Linked DNA regions of Mus musculus: all the other regions are linked to region 5. Evidence: chromatin contacts called from public promoter capture Hi-C data. All regions are on one chromosome and are shown on one strand. Each heading gives the region's core, a stretch centred on a gene start, on an enhancer-like site or on the middle of the called end of the contact. The rest is flanking DNA. Distances are from core to core; before and after follow the strand shown.

Region 1 (2,700 bases), core at 95-2,594, 2.8 Mb before region 5:
GCCAGCCTGGTCTACAAAGTGAGTTCCAGGACAGCCAAGGCTACACAGAGAAACCCTGTGTTAAAAAACCAACCAACCAACAAACAAACAAACAAACAAAAACAAAAAGAAATAAACACAGAACACCTGATCTTTTTGAAAGCCTCTTGCTAAGTTCTCCCACATCAATTTTTTTTATTAGTTCACCTTGACAACAGTGTGTAAGGTACCACCCATGATGTAAACCTGTTCTATGATTTAGGAAGTGGAAGCTTGTAATGTCTGTCACGTGACTAACTTGCTCCAGAGGTCACACTAATAAATGAAGGAAATCCAATGCCCTGCCTTTTCTTTTCTCTGTGCCTCTCTCTCTCTCTTTTTTGTAGTGTGCGCATGTGTGTGTGTGTGTATGTGTATGTACGTGCACTTGCACACATGTGCATTATGTGCATGCCATTGTGTGCACTTGTAGTTCAGAGGACAACTTTTGGCAATAGGTTCTCTTCTACGGTGTAGGTTCTGGAGTTCCAGCGCATATCGTCAGGACTAAAGTCATGTTTCTTTACCCGCTGAGACATCTCACTGGTCCTTTACCCACCACTGACTTTGTAAGATGATCCCTTTTTGCATACCTCAGGAGTTTACTTATATAAGTGGAGGGGACAGCTATACGCAGAGTATTGCAATTCAACTTGCTTCCTTCTACTTCTTAAACTGCGTGATGAGCACACAGAAGCCTGGGTGTAGCTTTTTATACTCTTCATGCCTTAAACATTTCAAAGCACTTTTTAAAGGGGATAGAGGAAGAATTGAGTTTGAGTTGTACTAGATTCTTATGTTTGAAAGAATCCTTCTACTAAGATGTCAGCAAAAGATAGTATTATTGATATTTACTGCACATATTATTTCCTAGATGATTTTAAATAACTTATTTACATGTATCTACTTACCTTACCTAACAGCCTTAATACACAATAATACCTTTCATATCAGATGGAGAAGATGAGTCAAATTTTCAGATGAGGGTGAAAATCTTTTGGGCATCTATTGCATTGTGCCAGTTACAATCCGTAGATATTTGCATCCAGTTAAACTGAGAACTCAAAATAGCTCTCCCGTGACAATGTTGGAGAATGGGATCATGCAGATGGCAGCAATTGTGAAGAAATGTTTCATGCATGAGACGACTGTTTTGCACTGGTCCGAGGAAGGGCTACGTGATTAATGTAAGGTTCTGCCTATTGAGAAAACTTCTTTGCGAGGAAGGGCGGGGTAAGGCTTCAGCGTGGAGGACCACAGACAGGGGGCGGCCTCTCCCGCGGGGCCTCTTTGTCCCGGGGCGCGCTCCCCTCCCCTTGCTGCTCCTAGCGAGCTGAGAAGGCGGAAGCAGCGGCGGCCGCGGCTGGGGCTGAGGCTCCGGCCGTCGGCGGACGCAGCAGCCGCGGCCCACGAGCCGGGAGTTTGGCGTCGGAGCCACTTGGTCTCGGAGTGCCGTGTATGTAGGCGACGCGGCGCAGCCCGGGGAAGCCTTCCCAGTTGGTTGTGAAGTCTCAGCGTGTACGATCGGTGAGTGAGCGGCTTCGAACTAGAGTTCCGGCGGCCGCGGGCCCGGGAGAGTCACCCCCGGTTCCCCACGGGACAGGGACCTGTCGCCGCGAGCCCTCGCTTCCCACAGATAGGACTGGCCATCTCCACGTCCTCCCTCGGGTCCGGGACTCCGCCCCCTTGCCCCCTCTCGTCTGGGTAGCCCTGGGACCCCCTGTCTCAGCACAAAGCCACCTCTGTCCCTGTCGCCTGACAGGTGCAGGATGCGCCCACAGTCCTCCCACGAGCCGGAGGAGCCCTCTGTGCCCTCCCCGGGACTGCGGGTCTCCCCTGCTCTAGCCCCACAGGTCCTGAACCCGCCCCTGGTTTAGGAGCCTCTCCTGGCGTTTCTGTCGCCTTCCGGCACACGGCATCCCTCTCCCCAGCCCCTCTCTTCCTCACCTGGTGTTTTCCCCTGTCCGGGGAAGGAAATCGCCTGCTGGGTTTTCCCGTCCCTTCCAGCTTAAATTAAGAAAAGAAAAGAAAAGAAAAGAAAAGAAAAGAAAAGAAAAGAAGAAAAGAGAAAATCCCTTCAAACTCCCAGAGTGCAGGGGAAAACTTTTTGTGTGCCCTTTTAAATTCGAGAGCGGTTCTAACCTAAGCAGCAAGTTTAAAAAAAAAAAAAGTACGCTGACACCAATGTTCCCCTCCCCACCCCTGCGCTCTCTCGATTGTTCCAGACGCCGTGTTGCTAAAGCTGTTCCTAGTATTTGGCTTCAGGGGAACTCCGGATGAGACTTAGACTGTCTTTGTGTGTGAACAGAAAGCACCTAACGCTTGGATGTATAGGATTAGCTTGTTTTCTGAGAGCAGTCCGCTAGCCTGTGACAGACGTCTAGAAACGAGAACAATTTGTCACAGCCGAAGTATTATATTGGCTTTGAGACTTGAGCTGCTGGCCTTTCATACCTCCTTTGAGGATGCCGGGGTGGGGAGAGCTCTTTTTGGTTTTTGAAATGGAGGGTAAAGAGGTGTCATGTGACTCGAGGAAAGTGTTTGAACCAGTGGCTTAGCCACATGATAGATACAAGAATCATATTTGAGTTTCAGCCTTGATGCCCTGTATATACTATTTCAGTATTATAGCCCTGTTTTACTTGATATCTGCTCCTCATCAGTTTTAGTCACTTGACTTGT
Region 2 (2,700 bases), core at 29-2,528, 2.3 Mb before region 5:
ACAATCGAGTTACAGCCACATAAACATGAGCGCCATCGCTGTGAAAATCCAGAGTAATTGCAATGAAAATTTCCAAGGTAGAAGAGATCGGGCAGTGGTAATGCTAGAAGCTATGTGTGTAGGCCAGTTGGCTTAGAGCTCACAGCCTAGCGCCAGCAAAGGCAAAGTCAAGGCCAATGCTGGGCTACGCCGTTGGCTCTGACTGTGGGGAAGAGCTCCAGGCTCACAGGATGAGTAGAATCTTAGTCCCACTCAATCCTGCTGCAGCTGCCGGTGTTTGAGGGCAAAAGGGAGTTATGGAAGAGTTTGAAGGACGCCAAGTCAATCACAGCAACCATGTCTGAGATTCACAGAGGGCAGGCCAATGCAACAGTTCACTCACAAGAGGATGAAGCATTTCAGGACCGCCTGATAAATAGGTCTGAGACCACAAGAGCTCCCCGTACCACACCCTGCTGCCCGGCTGCTTCCTAGGCTCCAGATTACCTCATGAATCAGTACTGACTCAGAAATAGAGGCCTGATGCAACAGGGGCTACATCCCAACTAGTTGATGCCAATGGTTCGGCAAATCTCATGTGCACATTCAGTTCTTCAAGCTCTTGTTATATTCAAAGTAGACGAGTCGTGTGGTTTTCAGTATGCAAAGTGTCTTCTCAACCTATAGATTGGTGCTATGGTTTAAATATAATTTACCCCTCCAAAGTTCCTGTTACCAGAGTTTAACCCGAACCAAGAGTATCAGGCACATAGAAACTTCATCTGGCTGTGGTATCTGGTGTGTGTGCGTATGTGTGGTATATGTGTATATTTGTGTTCCTGTAGGTTTGAGCTTGTGGTAACAGGAGAGTAGTGTATGTGTACGTGTAAGTACATAAGGAGGCAGAGGTTGACATCAGGTTGCTTTGTTTTGCTTTGCTTTGCTTTTCCCACTGCTCTCCATTTTTTTTATGAGACAGGGTCCTCCCCCAGCTCCCCTGAACCTAGAGTTCACCAATTTGGCTATGCTGGTTAGCCACTGAGGTCCAGGGATCCAGTTGTCTCTGCTTCCCCAGCCCTGAGCTTCCAGACAAACACCACTGCGTCTAGATTTTTTACTTACATTTTGGAAATCCACACTTGGGTCCTTGTGCTTGTGTGGGAAGTGTTTTATAAGATTAGCTATCTCCCCACACTCCTAAATGTGGCATTTTAAGACAGGGCCTTTGGGGTGTGATTAGAGTTAGAGAGGCTTATCAGAGCAGAGCTCTGGGGTTGGATGTGGTGGCTTTCTCGGAAGAGAATGGGGAAGCAAGGAGACACATCCTTCCTGCCTTCTGCCATTGAAGCGCTTATCACTGAGACTGCTGCTAAGCAAGCCATCACCTCCTACAGCCTCAGCATTGTGCCTCCAGACAAGTGAGTCAAAATAAACTCCTTATAAAGTTATCCAGCCTCGACTATTTAGTTGTATTTATGCAGAGTGGAGTGATATGACCGGCAGGCACAAGCCTAGTTAAGACAGAGGTGGCAGCTAAGTGCTCTGGTAGAAGAATTTTAGTAATAAGTAATAAGTCTTTAGTAATAAGCCTCTTTTAGCAATCCATCCTTCATATATTTATTATTGATCTACATTCAGGGTGTAGGAGATGCATCACACCCAGAACATGCTCTTTCCCAATCTAAAAATGCAATGGAGGTCAAGTCTGCCCTAACGTGCACGGCGTAAGAAGGGATGGATGAGAGGGGATGTATAGGAATCATGAGTTTCTGACTCTGGGGACAGTCTGATCAGATGGATTTGATAAGTGTCTAAGTCAACATTTTTCTGCATACGTATCTTTAAACTCAAATTTTAAAATGTTGAGTTTTGGTTCAAACACATGGAGTGAAGAAGTTCTCCTGCAAATAACAATAATTAGAAATATCCACTAAGCACTTACTCTTTCTTTCTTTTTCGGGGGCGGGGTATGGTCCAGGGCAGAGTTTCTCTGCAGAGCCCTGGCTGTCCTAGAACTTGCTGAGCACTTTCTTATGTAGGCGTACGTAGGGCCCACTGACAGGAATTGAGACAAGGACTTGGCTGCAGGTTGTTCCATGGAAACAGAAGTAAGCAAGTAGAGACAACAGGGGAGAAAAGCCAAGGAAAGATGTGCTGCTCGGAGCTGGCTTATACTGTGGCCAGCTGAGACTCCATGTTGATGGCAACTGTGAAGCTGTGGAAGCCATATCTAAAGTCAAGCTTCTGGGTGTAACGCAGGCTCATTTTCTATGAAATTCAGTCCTTGTTGACTGAATTCTAAATCTCTACCCTTCTTTCTCTTTTCTCATTTTATCTGAGGCCCTCAGGCAGCAAAACTAGAAGTGGGTGCTGAAGACGGGAGCCAGCAGCAGTGGGGTCAGTCTGTGGACAGTGCCCACTGCCATGATCACACGGGCCCGTCAACCAGCATACACCAGCGAGCAGGTGTCTCACTTCCCACAGGTTGGCCCCAGAGGTTCCTCATTTTCATTTTCATGGGGAGGAACTGAGATGTGGACAGATTAAATGGTCTATTCTAGGTAACAGAAGCAGGATATGGCTGAAGGGCCTGCCAATCAATGTTGTTTAAATCCTGAAGCCAGCCTGTCAACATGCTCAAATATCAGCCATGCTGGGATTTTAAAAAGAGCCATTGTTTGGGGTTGAAAGGTTACTAAGCAAGTTTATCTAGACCCTGTT
Region 3 (2,705 bases), core at 73-2,572, 2.1 Mb before region 5:
CGCCACTTTCCGAGTCTTCTACTAGAGGAACCAGCTCCTTGGTTTTGTCAAAATCACCGTTTCTTTCTCATGTTTTCCAAGTGGGCTGAGTTACCATAGCAAGAGCCCTAAGTCAAAACACTTATCCTAACAACGGTGATCATGTATAGAAATGGGCCTAAATGGCGTCACAGTTCTCAAGGAATGGCCTATCTGAATTCCAGGGAGAAGTAATTTGCAAACTGTCAGAAACTATACTCAAGATTTTCTGTGTTCTTGTATGTTCACAGATGAGAACTGACAACTTGACAATTTCAACCAAAATGGTAGACTAGGCACGGCTTCCAACATGGCGACTCGTCTTGTTGATACATGAAAATGAATGTGGTCACAGCTAGGCTATCTGAAATCGGGGATCCTGTTCCCCTTAGACATGTCTGAATGCCCGATACTCACTCTCAGTTCTTCGAAGGCTTCGTCCAGCGTGGACAGCTGGTGGCCCCGGTGAGCCCCAATGACTGGACACAGGACACAGATGAGCTGCCTATCTTCCTGACAATAGGTGCTCAAATCCAGCCCATGGTCTGGACACTTCCTCTTGGCCACTCTCTCCGCTTCCATCTCTATTTCGGGGTCAAATTCGCTTTCTGCCTCAGTTTCTCCTTCTGCCTCTGATTCCCCTTCTTGGTTGTCTTCCTCCGCCTCGCTCTCCTGCTCATCCTCCATCTCTTCCTCGCTGTCTTCTTCACTCTCCTCGTCACTCTCATCCTCACTGTCTTCCTCGGTCTCGCTCTCTTCTTCCGACTCACTGTCTACCTCCGTCTCGCTCTCTTCTTCCCCGACCTCGCTCTCTACCTCCCCCTCGGCCTCCCCTTTGGCCTCGCCGTCTTCGGGGAGCGCGTCGTCTCCCCCGCTGGCCGGCGGAGTCCAGGCCTGGGCGCCATGGACGTAGGCAGCCAGGCGGTGGCTGAGGAACTTCTGGCGATGCGCGTCGGCGTGGCGGCGGCAGTAGCAGAAGCCGCAGTCGCGGCACACCTCCTCCGCCCCGGGCGCCTCGTCGGGTTCGCACTCGTCACACGTGCCGTCGGGAGGCAGCTCCTCGCAGGCCGCGCCCACTCCGGAGGCCATGTGGCTGCAGGGACGAGGCCGAGGCCTAGCGGCTGGCGTGCTCTCCGCCTTCAGCGCGGAGCGCCTTCCTCACGCAGGCCCGCTTACCCCCGGGGTCTGGCCGGCCGCCCCGCCTGGGCCGCGCCGCTGCGCTGCGCCGCGCCGCGTCTGCAGCTGCTGAGGCCTGAGGGCCCGGCCAGCCGTCAGCGCTGGGCCTGGCGCCCGCTCGGTCTCTTCGCCGCGCGCCGCGCCCGCGCCCCGTCCCTCGCGCGCCACTTCCGGCGCGGCAGCCTGCGCCCCGTCGGCCCCTGCGCCGCGCAACCCGGCCTCCGTTGCCCGGCAAGATCGCGGCCGCCGCGGGCCCACGCCGCCCCGGTTCCACTTTACCCACGCCGTCAGCGGCCTCCTTTCACTTCCTGAGTCACTTAAAGCGGCAAGGACCCTTTTCTGCGTTTTCCCGCGGGGCTGAGCATCCCCCCCGGAAGGAGAAGCTCGAGCGCAATCTCTCCTCGCAGAGCAGGGCGACGGGCCCCGCCTCTCCCACGCCCTCCCTGGAGGTGTCAACCTGACCGAAAACCACTAGCCTGCGGTCCCTGCGGACTTATGTCACTCTGGAGACACTGTCCCCGCCCCATCACAGCCCCCGGATTTTCAAGGGGCCAAGGCCCCAAGGCTCTTTATCACACCGAACCTGCCCGCCTGGGATTTCCATAAAGCCCCCAAAAGGGCTGTGTGTGTTCTTCTAGGCTACTGAGGTCTCAGTCTGACTGAGCAAACACGCAACATTTTTGATCCAAAGCAATACTGTGCCTTGTGTGTTTGCAAAGTCTATTTGCATCCCGGCCTCCTAGGGGTTCAGAATCTCTGAGTAATAGCTGTGTCAGGTGAAGGGAGGTGAGGGGGATCATAGTTTTGAAGTGAGATGCCAACTCCCAGTCACTAACTGGTCACTCTAGATTCCAAGCCGACACCAAGAGAAAGGAAAGCGGTTGATACACATTAAACAATGTTAAAGTGCCCCAGACCGTGCTAGATCTTCTTGTGGTGTTTTCAAAGCCTGATTTTAGAACTTTATCCACTAGAGTCCCCAAATCCTAAGGCCACCACTTAGGTTTGGTAATCATGGACAAATTACTTCATCTTTCTGTTTTAAAAACCACCCCCCCCCAAAGACAACAACAACAAACAAACAAAAAACACCAAACTCTGTAAAATAGAAATAATAGCAATATCTCCTTCGTGGGGATTTGTGGATTAAATGTAAAGGAGTCTGTACAGAAGTGATCAGTAAGCTTTATTAATTTTAGCATAATTTATAATGCTGACAATGACACTTCAAAGGTCATTTCATACCTTAAACATAAGACATTTTTGGTGGGCTGCTGGTAATGTAGCCATCCCCTTCTCTACCATCTATGGTTGTCTCTCCAGTAACAGAAAAAAAAATGTATTTGAGAGAGAAAGGAGGACATTTTGCTCTAGTGGGGCAGAGGAAAGTGGATTACAGAATGGAAAATAGCTAGGCATGTGATGCACACTCTCAAGCACTTGCGAGGCAGAGACCAGTGGGTCTCTTAGTTGGAGGCTAGTACCTTCGACTTAGGGGTTCCAAGACAGCC
Region 4 (2,701 bases), core at 187-2,686, 2.9 Mb before region 5:
ATTGTGCTATTCAGGGCACCCTACAGTTTAAAACTCAGAATTGGCTTATGTCTGGGATTTTCCATTTAATACCTTTAGACCCCTGATGACTATTCTTCGGCCTCAACATAACAGACACATACAAGGAAAGTGAAACCATGGCTCCGAGAGTATTACTATGCTAGTTTCCAGTCACCTCCAGAGATAGATAACCTAGTCAAAGACTAAGTAAAAACTGCCAGGTTAATGATAGTGTTACAATCTAAAGACTAAAACACTTGACATAAGCTACTTATTTCAGCTCATAATATTAAGTGAAATCTGTTTTGTAAGACTGTAGAACCATCTAGAACATCAGCTTTATGAGTGTTGCCACCATTGCTGTAGTTTCAGACATCATAACTCACACAATGGTACTGACAGGAAAACAGCCAAATGTGCTCCTCCAGACAAGCAAAAATCATCGTGGAAATAACTAGACAATGATAGTTGAACCAACATTTTCAGATGAGAAGAATCAACAAAGGAACGGAGCTGCACATGCATTTAAAAAAGAAGAAAGTCAATCCTGAAACCAGATCGAACATTTTCAAATAAAATTAAGTCGCTATGTATACAAATATACCTATAACACCACTCACCCTCATAATCAAGATTTATTATGCACGCCCACTTTTCCATACATGGTCTGTTCAGAAACATTCAGATCTTATCTTGGAGATAAGAAAATTGAAGCTCAAAAGAATAACTCTATTATGAGTGATGGAAGAAAAAGCCCTACCAGATCTGTCTACCCCTCGTCACTATCTGTGGCCATCTAAGCTTTGTGGAAGCTGACTGAATGACAAAGCAGAAAAGGTCCTTTTATACTCAATGTTTATGCTCAGTGAAATCCCACACAGCTATTAGAATTGTAAAGGAGGTTCTGCTAACAAGTCCATATAAAGTTACAACGCTGCCTCTGACTGAGGACAGTTCATAAATTGTCATGTAAGGTAACACATTTCTTTATTAGGCTTGAGGGTTAAGTAAACCCTGTATTCACAAGCATCACAATGAATGTTACACACAGCCACAAAGCAGACAGAGGTCTCCAATATGTAGAACCCTTACTCCTTAGTCTGCACTAAGGCAAACCATAAAAGAGACATTCTGATCTCTGCTTCAGAACAGATAATTTCCCATTTAATTCACAATAGTATTCACTTAAACCAAGCTTAAGACAGTCATTTTTTGTGGGTTTTCTAAAATGTTTTTAATTTTAACAAATCGAGTTTCAATTAGACCTTGTCTTTACAAATGACTGGTATCTCGGGACTTAACATTTTCAATCTGTCAGTAATGAAAAGGTTAAACTTGAGAGGAACACCCTGGTGGGTTTCTGTCTCCCTCAACCATCACAGGGGTGCAGGGAGGGGGAAGGAGGTCACAGTCAGTTACTCCCGTTACACCAGCACACCAGTGCTCACTGGAACATCTGTAGGCACACAAACACTCTACCCTGCAGCCTTCAGCTTGGCACAAACTAAACAGTGACTCTTCCCCAAGTGCCGAGTTTAATTCCTGGCTTGGCCGAAAGGATTCAGAGAGGGATAAGCAGCCCCTCTGGCCTTCAGGTAGGTCCAATACCTTCATTTCTAGAAAAGATAAACATTTACCTATGTTGATAAACTTTAAGGGGCTGCCGATGCCACACTAAAGCAACTGGCTACAAGAGGGCAGAGCATCTGGGTAAGGGAGACGGGTCTTAGATTTTGGAGGTATGGTTGTGGTATTCAGCTACTGCAATGACTAATTCCTTTGGGGCGCTATTATTAATCTTGTCAGATAAATGACCCTGTGGCATCAATGTGGGAATAAAGACCTAATCCTGGTTTATTGCCAGCAGAAATTATATAGTGTGTGCCTCAAACCTGATTAACCATGCAAACCAGTGTTAGTTAACTCACACTACATAGCAGCAGTCCATGGGCGTACTTGCTATTTTGGAATCAGGAAACATAAGCAATGCTGATCGGTAAGACTGAATGCTTCAGAGTATATACTATCTGTCGTTGGAGAGAAAGTCAGTTCAGACACAGGAAACTACAAACCCAGACCTCACACCATTAGTTCCCTTCCTTTTTTTTTGGGGGGGGGGGGGGTGTTTCGAGACAGGGTTTCTCTGTTATAGCCCTGGCTGTCCTGGAACTCACTTTGTAGACCAGGCTGGCCTCAAACTCAGAAATCTGCCTGCCTCTGCCTCTGCCTCCCAAGTGCTGGGATTAAAGGCGTGCACCACCACCGCCCAGCTCATTAGTTCCCTTCTGATACTCAACTATGGCCTTGCTTAAAGGTGACTTAGGTGAAAACCGCCCTGCTGCGGAATGCTAGCACAGGACTGAGGACACGGCACCAAGGATGCTGGACCTGGATTTCTTCCTTTCAAAAAGCATCTTTAATGTGTTGACTTTGAAATTTCCCTCAGTTGAAGAACACAATCTTTTTTTTTTATGTCTATTTAAAGAAAAACCTTCAGTGGGTTATTTTAGATCTAACATAATTTTTAAACAATTTTAAAAACCCTAGATGTAACTAATGTAGTTATATTAAAACCATGGAAAAGGTATACTCTTCAACTCCAGTGAAAATCGATTCCAGCCCATAAACCAAACTTTCAACAACTCAGTGCGTCAAAAACGCTCACATCCCTCCAATGTTTCTATTATTTAAACACACAAAT
Region 5 (2,700 bases), core at 68-2,567:
AGCACAGATAAGACTGGGAAACAACAGGCTTCCCCCAAGATCCACATACCATTTTACAACAGCCGTCTCCCCCCAGACAGGAAAACAGACATTCTGGTCCCGAGTCCTTTCCGCTGGTCTCCCCACAGCGCGAAGGGAAGAGGGCCGCCGCCGCCGTAACGAGAGAAGCCGGCAACAGCCCCGCCGCGCGGCCGCCACGCCTTCCTCCCGCCGCCGCTGGGGACGCGAAGCCTCGGATCACATTTCTCCTCCCCAACAATCACACGCACGCACGTCTCCAGAGTTGACACCCTCCAAACCCGCCGCCCCGCGACGCCGGTGACAGGGCCACCAAGCCTCCGCGGCGCAGCCACGGGGCTGGGCGCTCCGGCGGCGGCGTGCGTGCACGTTGGTCTTCGCTCCCATCAATGAAAGGAACGAGGTCTCCGTAGTGACGGCCTAGAGCCGCCGAGCCGAAACGGGGGGCCCCCGTGGGACCAAACAAAACTTCGGTTGCTGGGAAGAGCCGTTGCGCAACCTAGGCTTGGGGGAAGGCCCGGACAGCCCGGCGCGGCCAGGGCGGCTTCCCGGAGGCTGCGCCAAGCGCGCGCGGAAAGCACGCGCAGTCCCCGCGTACGGCCTCCTCGGGCCTGGCTTGGCGCCGGCCTTCGGGAACCGCCCGGGCCGGCCGCACTGGACAACCGGGCGGGAACGGAGAGCCGTCGCTCCGAGGGTTCCCCCGGCCCCCGAGGCCCCGCGACGGCGCCGAGCTACCCGCCCTTGCCTGGCTTCCTTACCTTCCTAGAGGCCCGCGCTCTCCCCGCTTCGGGCGGCCGCAGCCCTGAGCATGTCCGGGGTGGGTCGCGGGGGCCGTGCGGGGACCCGGAGCCAAGCGCTTCAGCAGGCGGCGCCACCCAGCCGGGGCTCAGCCCCTCTCGGCGGCCGCTGCCATCTTGTCCTGGCGGCTGAGAGGAAACGGCGAAACACCCTCCCCCGACCGCTGCTGCTGCTTCTCTGGCTGCCGATCGCCGGGCCCGTCTCCCTCATCTTCCTTCCCGGGGACCTGGGGTGGGGACCGCTCGACTGGGGAGAGGGGCAGTGACAAGCCGGCGGGCCACCGGGGCCTACGGGCAACAAGGGATGCAGGGCCCGCGGTGCTGAGGGCCCATTTCCCCGGAGTTGAGACGAGGACGAGGGCTGCTTGCGAGGCCGCGTCGCCCGGGGCCTGCGGCTCGGACTCCTCGGGGCGCCGCGCTGCCGGCAGTCGTCACCCGGGCAGCTGCGGCAGGCCGCCCCGATATCGGGCCCCTCCTCCGCGCGCCCGCCGGCCTCGGCCGCCGCCTCCGCAGCGCCACCGCCCGCTCGGCCGCTCTGAGCGCCGAGCCCGGGCGGCCCCGCTCGGGTAGGGCCGCGGCGCCTCCGCGAAGCCCCTCCCCAGGGTCCGCCTGCAGCCGCGCCCTTGACGCTCGCAGCCCGCCAGGCGGCCCGCGCGGATCCAACCCTGAGCTCTCACGCCATCCCCTCCAAGAGGAACGGCTTCCGTCAGCCCTCCTCTGCAGTTCTGAACCTGACTCCGGGCCCAAAAATACACATTTAAGGGACAATCCTAATACCCAAAGGGGTTCAGATGCGGAAGCAGGATTCCACAGGCCTTTCCAGGTTACCCCATCCTAATTCTCTTCCCACCCCTTTAGAATCTGTTTCTTGGCATCTTAGGAGTCTAAAAACGCAGAAAGAGAATGAATAATCTAAGCCTAAAATAGGTCCTTCTCGCTCCCCCATTCCAAAACAGCAGGAGACTTGTCACACCACGTCAAAGAATGAGGGACGGACTCTCTTGGAAGTTTTCCAAGTGCACCACCACAGTGGTTGAGAAGCTGCCCACCTCTACGTTGATAATTCTCCATCGAGTTAGTTCCACACCCAAGCTAGTTTCTTCGCTCCTGGAAACTAGGAAATCGACAGAATGGTCCATTTCCACCCACGTAACCATAGAACCATGGAATTTGAGATGAAAGAATCTTACTGATGCATAGTCCAAACTCTTATGCTAAGACAAGGGTTTAGACAAGTTTCGATGACGTGAGCAAGGTTAAAGAGCAAAGCTTTAGTCTCCACCCCTCTCCCCTCCATCTATCTCTCCAGAAAGCATCTATCTTCGAAGCAACCCATCATTCAGTAAACCTATTTTGCCACCTGTTTCGTCTGGGTTCTAAACTAATATTTAACGTTTCCGCAACGCAAGCACCTCTGTCTCTATAATGGAGATGTCCTTTGCTTTCTTCCTTTACTAGAAGGACTGAGCTTGCCGATGTTATTTCTCCACACATATTCTCCATTGCAGCAGCTGGGGCTAAAGGGAGGGTCAACTCGCTGGGTAGATACTAGTCCTTTACCTATTGCCTTTCAAACTAGGACTGTGTAGAATGTCTTTAAAGGGGGAAAGGGTATCCCCTCGAGGCCACTGATAATCCTTTTTCCAGTGACCAGTGTTTTCTTCAAGATAGGAGTACAGTGAAGACTAAAGTAGAAAAGCTAATGACTGATTTTTAGAAAAGGTGTATGCATGAGATGGCCACAGTGATGCAAGTCTCTATTGCCAGCGCCGGGTAGATGGACAGAACCGGAAGAGGCTCGAGATTACCCTCTACATCCAAAAGGAGGGCAATGTCGGAGCCATTCTTTATTCTTTAGCATTTACATTGGATTTCTTTTAAGGCA

What was found. Promoter capture Hi-C pulls out the DNA fragments that hold promoters and counts their contacts. Capture Hi-C pulls out chosen DNA fragments and counts their contacts.
Region 1: a promoter capture Hi-C map of pre-B cells shows a contact between it and region 5, with 6 times the contacts expected there. The contact joins the promoter of Traf6 here to the promoter of Hipk3 in region 5. A contact is called at or near these places in 1 of 39 promoter capture datasets (pre-B cells) and 1 of 9 other capture datasets (liver).
Region 2: a contact with region 5 is called in a promoter capture Hi-C map of the HPC-7 cell line, with 5 times the contacts expected there. The contact joins the enhancer-like site here to the promoter of Hipk3 in region 5. A contact is called at or near these places in 4 of 39 promoter capture datasets (the HPC-7 cell line, liver and pre-B cells).
Region 3: a promoter capture Hi-C map of liver shows a contact between it and region 5, with 4 times the contacts expected there. The contact joins the promoter of Trim44 here to the promoter of Hipk3 in region 5. A contact is called at or near these places in 2 of 39 promoter capture datasets (the HPC-7 cell line and liver).
Region 4: a contact with region 5 is called in a promoter capture Hi-C map of adipose tissue, with 2.9 times the contacts expected there. The contact joins the promoter of Rag2 here to the promoter of Hipk3 in region 5. A contact is called at or near these places in 2 of 39 promoter capture datasets (the C10 cell line and pre-B cells) and 1 of 9 other capture datasets (adipose tissue).

What each region holds. Positions count from the first base shown.
Region 1 is chr2:101,677,076-101,679,775 of GRCm38.p6, forward strand. It overlaps Traf6 (TNF receptor-associated factor 6), which reads left to right and starts at 1,345. Exons shown (of 7, transcript NM_001303273.1): 1 at 1,345-1,545.
Region 2 is chr2:102,193,208-102,195,907 of GRCm38.p6, forward strand. No RefSeq gene overlaps it. Among named protein-coding and RNA genes, the nearest start is that of Ldlrad3, 8.1 kb to the left of the region's middle. Within about 2 kb of position 1,279, at least 31 of the 459 cell types and tissues checked have an H3K27ac peak or open chromatin away from gene starts, as enhancers often do. A contact at or near this core is called in the HPC-7 cell line, where this site is marked.
Region 3 is chr2:102,399,578-102,402,282 of GRCm38.p6, forward strand. Trim44 (tripartite motif-containing 44) reads right to left here and starts at 1,323. Exons shown (of 5, transcript NM_020267.2): 1 at 436-1,323. The coding sequence starts at 1,107.
Region 4 is chr2:101,623,276-101,625,976 of GRCm38.p6, forward strand. Rag2 (recombination activating gene 2) reads left to right here and starts at 1,437. Exons shown (of 3, transcript NM_009020.4): 1 at 1,437-1,595. The region is part of intron 1 of Iftap (intraflagellar transport associated protein); the gene reads right to left.
Region 5 is chr2:104,493,172-104,495,871 of GRCm38.p6, forward strand. It overlaps Hipk3 (homeodomain interacting protein kinase 3), which reads right to left and starts at 1,318. Exons shown (of 16, transcript NM_010434.2): 1 at 777-1,318.